Linked DNA regions of Hordeum vulgare: region 2 is linked to region 1. A link is a contact called in public Hi-C data. All regions are on one chromosome and are shown on one strand. The core of a region is the stretch at or near the end of the contact, and the rest is flanking DNA. Distances in the headings are between cores, read along the strand shown. Region 1 has its middle 94 kb from the start of LOC123402563. Region 2 holds the start of LOC123401036 (acetolactate synthase 1, chloroplastic).

Region 1 (3,222 bases), core at 391-2,890:
ACGAATCCCGGTCCAGACGTACGCGCGCGAACAGCAGCAGCCGCGGAATCGAACAAACAGTGGGAAGAGAACAAGAACAAAATGCCATCCATGCACGTCCGGTTCTGCTTCTGCGCGCGCCTAGCCTAGGCCGGTCGTCCTTCGTGCGTTCCATCTCAGGATTCTTCTTGGCGATCGCAACTTGTCTCTGGCATATCGACTCCCCCCACGTCCGCTCATGCACAGGCCATGCGCGTCCATTCACGCACACGCTGTTTGGTTGGAGAGATGACACCATGGACGGGACAGGGTCCTAACGATTCTCCTCTCTACTCTCTAGGCTTACCAGAAGGTCGTGAGTAGCCCTCAAGCACCGCCCGTCATTTTGGCACCTCCCTGCCTTGATATTCTTGCTATCCCTTTGACGCTATGGGGCCTATACGGTGGACAGGCATGCATGGATGGACGAGTGTGAGGCCAGCCGTGACAAACAAATCCCGTGCCACCAGGGATATGCCAATTTGGTGGCTTGCACCTGTAAGGTTCTTCTCGTCGCAATGAAATCTCCGGGTCATTAGCTAGCTAGCGATCACTTCCCTGTGCCCAAGGGCATAAAATAATAACTACTACTGATAAGTGAGCCCTGAAGACGGCAACGTACGCGCGTCAGTTACGTTTTCGAGTTTGACGCGAGGGGGACAAAAACTCGCACGATTTGGCCCGTAATCCCGGCTGTTTTCAGCTCATTCGAATGAATATTTATAGACAAAGTCATCTGTTTTTATGCCAGAGAAAATCAGAGTTTTGGATGTAGTTTTGGACGTCGTAGCTAGCAAAGATAAGCACTCGAGGAGCTGCATCGCTGCACGTACGGCATACCATGGGTAGCCGCGGCTTAGCTAGTGAGGACCATAACGGCATAACCACAAGGGCACCTCTCACTTTCAGGATGCGCCACGAGAGGCAAGTAATTAGGCCACGACTGGACGAGAGGACCACGGCGAATCGCCATTGAACTCCAAAAGGCAAAAGGCCGAGCTTGGCTTGGCCGCCCCTCTTATCTCCCCGAGTCCCCACGAGGGCCACGACCGCATATATCTCAGTCTCAATCTTGGGCCCCGTCCCCCTCGCCGGAGCTGCAACTGGCGCGCGACGCATGCATATCACCTACGCGATCGATCCGTGTATCCGAGCACGAACTACTCGCCCAACACGCACCGTCGCGGGGGCGGCCGGTGCGTGGTGCCCCCGGGAGCCGAGCATTAAGACGGGCCGGCAATAGAAGTTTGTTAGGCACGACAGCAAGGGCGGCACGTGGGCTTCGCCGTTGAGCGTTGCGGCATGAAATAATACACTCCACACCGGCCACCTGCTTCCCGTAACAGGCTGAGTTTTCGGTGAACAGCTCGTTGGTTGTAAGAACTAAGAAACCCTGTCACAGACACCTTAGAAACCAACTGCACAGGCGAGATGTGTGTATAGTCGAGCATCGATCTGTGGAAGGAGGAGACCTCCGCGGCCGGCCGTGGCGTCGCTGGCACGGCGATTCACGCGTGTCTCCGGGGATCTACGTACGAGAGCGACGGGTGAGGATGTAGATGGCCTCCCGCCGCGCCCTACCGCGCTGTCCGTTCAGTTTCCTGTCACGCTATCGCCTCTTGCTGTTTGCCTCCCCCCCTATAGCTGCTCTGACGTACCCCCTTTAGTACAACCTAAACCTGCACCGTTGCTCCTGAATTCACCGCCTCTAGCTCTAGGTAGGTGAGCGGGCGCCGTCAGTGCCGGCCCATCACGACGAGGCCCTAATTAATCTTGGTTAGTTTCACCGAGTCGGCATGCATCATCACAACACAAGGGACGTCGTACAGCGCTATTCTTCACTGGTCACAGACCCCAGATTCACCAAACAGTCATTGAGCCTAGTGCTACTGCTGCATGATCTACCACTGGTTGCTTAAGCAGTACTGCTCGATCTCGATCGATCTAGCACCGGCGATGGACGGGTTCGCGTCGACAAGCACCCAGTGTATGTGGCCGTTTGACCTAACAAATTAACCACCAGTACAGCGACAGGCTCCTGTCTGGACCTGCTCCGGTCATCTTTCTTCTTAGATAAGAATCATTGTACCGGCTGATTGCCCCGTCGGTGTAAAATTAGCTCTGGATAATCCAGTTCCACTTGTTTGGCGTTCAGCCTGGTCGATGGGTGCCAATTCTGTGAGACGTCAGAGTTGGATCGCATTAGCAGCCAAGTACGTACGCCCTGATTCATGCTCCTCACACTGGCCGGACAACGACCAAAGTTGCTACATGTTGATGACCACAGCATGCACCCATCCAACGCCAATTGTTTGCGTGAGACCATCAACATTCAAACGCCTCAAACCCGTCTCATATGCCTCGCCAAATGACTTGATCACTCACTTACCGGTCATGAAAATACGACCCAACAATTGCTTTAACCTGGCCTCAAACGTTAGTCCCAGTGACACCCCTCATATCTGACCCCGATATGGGATGGATATCGGGAAGGATTGGGGTGCCCGGGTTCATCCGTCACGTCGGATCCGGTCCACGCCACCCAACCACACATATATTCATCTTGATTCCCTCACCACACAAAACCCTAGTGAGTCCACTCCACCACCGTACCAAACTCCCATCCGGCGATCTCCGGCTTTTGCTAGCATGACGGACAGAGGCTCAGAGTCATGCACCTCCCTATCCATTGATCATAAGCTCATCTCACGCGGCCCCTAGAAGGAGATGACCGTACGACTTATGCTTAGCCGCTCCCGGGAGGAGGCCGCCCGATGCAGCCCTTCGACTCCTTTCGTCGAAAAATCAATTGTGTCCGCACGATCGACGGATAGATCCACGGACCGAAGGCGATGTAGTTCGTGTGGCGTTCGAACGCGGTGGCAGGCATGCAACCTCCGTTCGAGCACCGATCTAGAGGACGCACCATGCATGGGCGGCCTCCAACACAAACATGGCGTGTCGTGCCCGTCGTGCGAGGCAACGGGCACAAGAGGTGGAGGCGCCATTCGTGGCGGTGGAGGTTGGCGAGGCGGAGTCGCATTCTCCGGCGTCACATATGGTGAACCAGTGCTGGCGCCGCAACCGTGTCGTGGTGGACGACGACTCCTCCATGGAGGAATCCATCATCGGTCTCACGTCAACCGGTGTCGCCCGAGTTATGGGCTCCGATGAGGAATAGTAGGACATGGGAGACTGTCGGCC
Region 2 (3,222 bases), core at 461-2,960, 510 kb before region 1:
ATATCATCACCTTCACTGGGAGGTTCTCAATACGGATCAACGCCAACTCCTGAATGTTCATGAGGAAACTACCATCCCCATCAATGTCAACAACTGTGACACCTGGGTTGGCCACAGAAGCGCCAGCTGCAGCTGGCAACCCAAATCCCATTGCCCCCAAACCAGACGAAGACAGCCACTGACGTGGCCGCTTGTAAGTGTAATACTGAGCCGCCCACATCTGATGCTGCCCAACACCTGTGGCAATAATCGCCTCCCCTTTTGTCAGCTCATCCAGTACCTGGATAGCATACTGCGGTGGGATTGCCTCACCAAAAGTCTTGTATCCTAGAGGAAACTCCCTCTTCTGCTGATCCAACTCCTTGTGCCATGGACCAAAATCTAGACCCTGTTGTGCTTTGCTGCCACTTAATAGACCATTCAACCCCTGTAAAGCAAGCTTAACATCTGCACAAATGGAGACATGTGGCTGCTTGTTCTTGCCAATCTCAGCTGGATCAATGTCAATGTGCACAATCTTGGACCTGCTTGCAAAAGCCTCAATTTTCCCAGTCACGCGATCATCAAACCGCACACCAAATGCAAGCAACAGGTCAGCCTTATCTACTGCATAATTTGCATACACGGTACCATGCATCCCAAGCATGCGCAGAGACAGTGGGTCGTCACTGGGGAAGTTGCCAAGGCCCATCAGAGTAGTTGTAACTGGAATCCCAGTGAGCTCAACAAAGCGGCGCAACTCCTCGCCAGATGCAGCGCAGCCGCCACCAACATACAGAATCGGGCGCCGTGCCTCACCAACCAGACGCAGGACCTGCTCAAGCGATTCAGTAGATGGTGGCTTGGGCAGGCGGGCGATGTACCCTGGCAAACTCATCGGCGTGTCCCAAACAGGCACGGCCATCTGCTGCTGGATGTCCTTGGGGATATCAACCAGCACAGGCCCCGGGCGGCCAGAGGATGCGAGGAAGAAGGCTTCCTGGATGACGCGGGGGATGTCCTCCACGTCAAGGACCAGGTAGTTGTGCTTGGTGATGGAGCGTGTGACCTCCACTATGGGCGTCTCCTGGAACGCGTCCGTGCCGATCATGCGGCGTGGGACCTGGCCCGTGATGGCGACCATGGGGATGGAGTCGAGGAGAGCGTCGGCGAGCGCGGAGACGAGGTTGGTGGCCCCGGGGCCGGAGGTGGCGACGCAGACGCCGACGCGGCCGGACGCGCGTGCGTACCCGGACGCCGCGAACGCCTCCCCCTGCTCGTGGCGGAAGAGGTGGTTGGTGATGACGGGCGAGCGCGTGAGCGCCTGGTGGATCTCCATGGACGCGCCGCCGGGGTAGGCGAAGACGTCGACGATGCCGCAGCGCTCCAGCGCCTCGACGAGGATGTCGGCGCCCTTGCGGGGCTCGGAGGGCCCCCACGGCCGGAGAGCGGTGGGGGGAGGCGCGGCCGTGGTGGCGGCGGGGGACGCGGCGCAGCATCTGACGACGCGGGCGGGGAGCGCGCGGCGCGAGGCGGGCTGGTGGCGCGGGAGAGGATGGAGGGCGGGCTTGGGTAAGGCCGCGGCGGCGGCGCCCGAGAATGCGACGGCGGCGGAGGTGGCTGCGGCCATGGCGGCGGCGAGGGTTTGGGCGAGGGGGAGATTTCTGTGAGGCGGAGAGAGGGTTGGAATTGGGGAGGGGTGATGTTTTTGTCTTTCGTGTTGTCTGTCACGCGGCGCGTGAGTGTGTGGTTCAGATGTGTTAATATTTCTTTTTTTTTTTGTGTGTGTGGCGTGGACGGCACTGGTTTAGTGGTTTGTCTGGGCCAGCTTTTTGATGCGAAAAGGCTGAACCTCTCAAACAAGCAATTAGTTTGGACCCGTTGCGACATCACCAGAGATCTCATATCTATCGCTCATTGCGAGAGATTGTCGACCAAACGCATAGGACAGGTTCGTGGGCCGTGGCCACCCAATACGCGCAGAGAGCTCCGATTATTCTTGGCTGTGTTTTTTTCTCTTAAATGACCTGTAACTTTATTCAAACTTGACAAGCATACAGATACACTTTTCAGACCATTCCATTGATTGAAGAAATTACAAAGCAACTCTTATCAGTAAGAACTTTAAAAAAATCTCAGAAATATTTTCTCCGTGGTATTAAAATATTTGCAACAATAAATCAGTACTCCTAGTGAGGAGTTGGTAGCCTCGCCTCACCTCCCATCAACCCAGTGGCGGATCCACCATTGCGGCGAGCTGGGGAGGCCGTCCCGGCCGCCTGCGATAGAGCAAGGTACCTTCCGTGCCTACTAACTTTCGACGCATCGCAATGAAGCTCCATCGTCATACACCGCCCCGGCAAACCTCAATTTTTTGGTCCATAACTACATCAACCCCATACTACGCCCGCGAGCGTCTTACATGTGATCTTTCGCTCAAGTGCAACTAATTTTGACTGGTCCATTTAACATGTGCATTAACTCAATCAAGTAGGCACTTTTCCAAAACAACATCATGCATTAGCTCATCTAAACCAAATCTTATGAAAATTTTAACTAAATTCAAACTTTCATTGCCTTCCATTACTCATATCCAAATCAAATCAAATCTTACCAGAATATCAACTGCAATCAAAGTTAACTGGCCTATTTGATAAGTGTGTGGTTTTTTTAGTTTTAGTTTTTGGTTTCCTTTTTTTATCTCAATTTTCTATGACCAACCTATTATTTTGTACTTGGCATACTATCAAAATCGACAAAGACCTATACCTCATCGTGACTTGGTAATGTTCTCTCCGTTCCGGTTAAACAAAATGTGAATCGATTTAAAAATCAAGCAATTAATGTAATTGATTAGGTAGATAGTTAATTACATATTTATTAATTGGGTCTAGTTAAATAGGGATTTTGTACTCCAAATCAATTTGACAATTGATTCACTAACAGGGAGGCTATTAATTAGGTCTGCATATAATTAGAAGTAGCCATTTTTTAGTTAGGAAGGCAATTAATTAATTAGACGTAAAATTAATCACACTAAATCAATCACGTAACCATTCCTAGGAAACTAATCTGAAAATCTAGTGTCACATTGATCTCAAAATCAAGTCATTAATACAGCCAATAGCGAGACGGTTAATAACATGTGCAATTAATTAGATCCATTCACGCTGAATCAATTTAAAAACTAAATAAATTGTGGAACTATGCAACTAATTAATTAGACAGACAATCAATTAAGCA

The links. A called contact is a pair of places that touch in the nucleus more often than the background predicts.
Region 2: a Hi-C map of leaf shows a contact between it and region 1, with 2.6 times the contacts expected there. The contact joins the promoter of LOC123401036 here to the enhancer-like site in region 1. A contact is called at or near these places in 2 of 6 Hi-C or Micro-C datasets (leaf and seedling).

The regions. Positions count from the first base shown.
Region 1 is chr6H:486,185,174-486,188,395 of MorexV3_pseudomolecules_assembly, reverse strand. No RefSeq gene overlaps it. Among protein-coding and RNA genes, the nearest start is that of LOC123402563, 94 kb to the left of the region's middle. Within about 2 kb of position 1,640, at least 3 of the 3 cell types and tissues checked have open chromatin away from gene starts, as enhancers often do. A contact at or near this core is called in leaf and seedling, where this site is marked.
Region 2 is chr6H:486,699,391-486,702,612 of MorexV3_pseudomolecules_assembly, reverse strand. It overlaps LOC123401036 (acetolactate synthase 1, chloroplastic), which reads right to left and starts at 1,710. Exons shown (of 1, transcript XM_045094753.1): 1 at 1-1,710. The coding sequence starts at 1,609.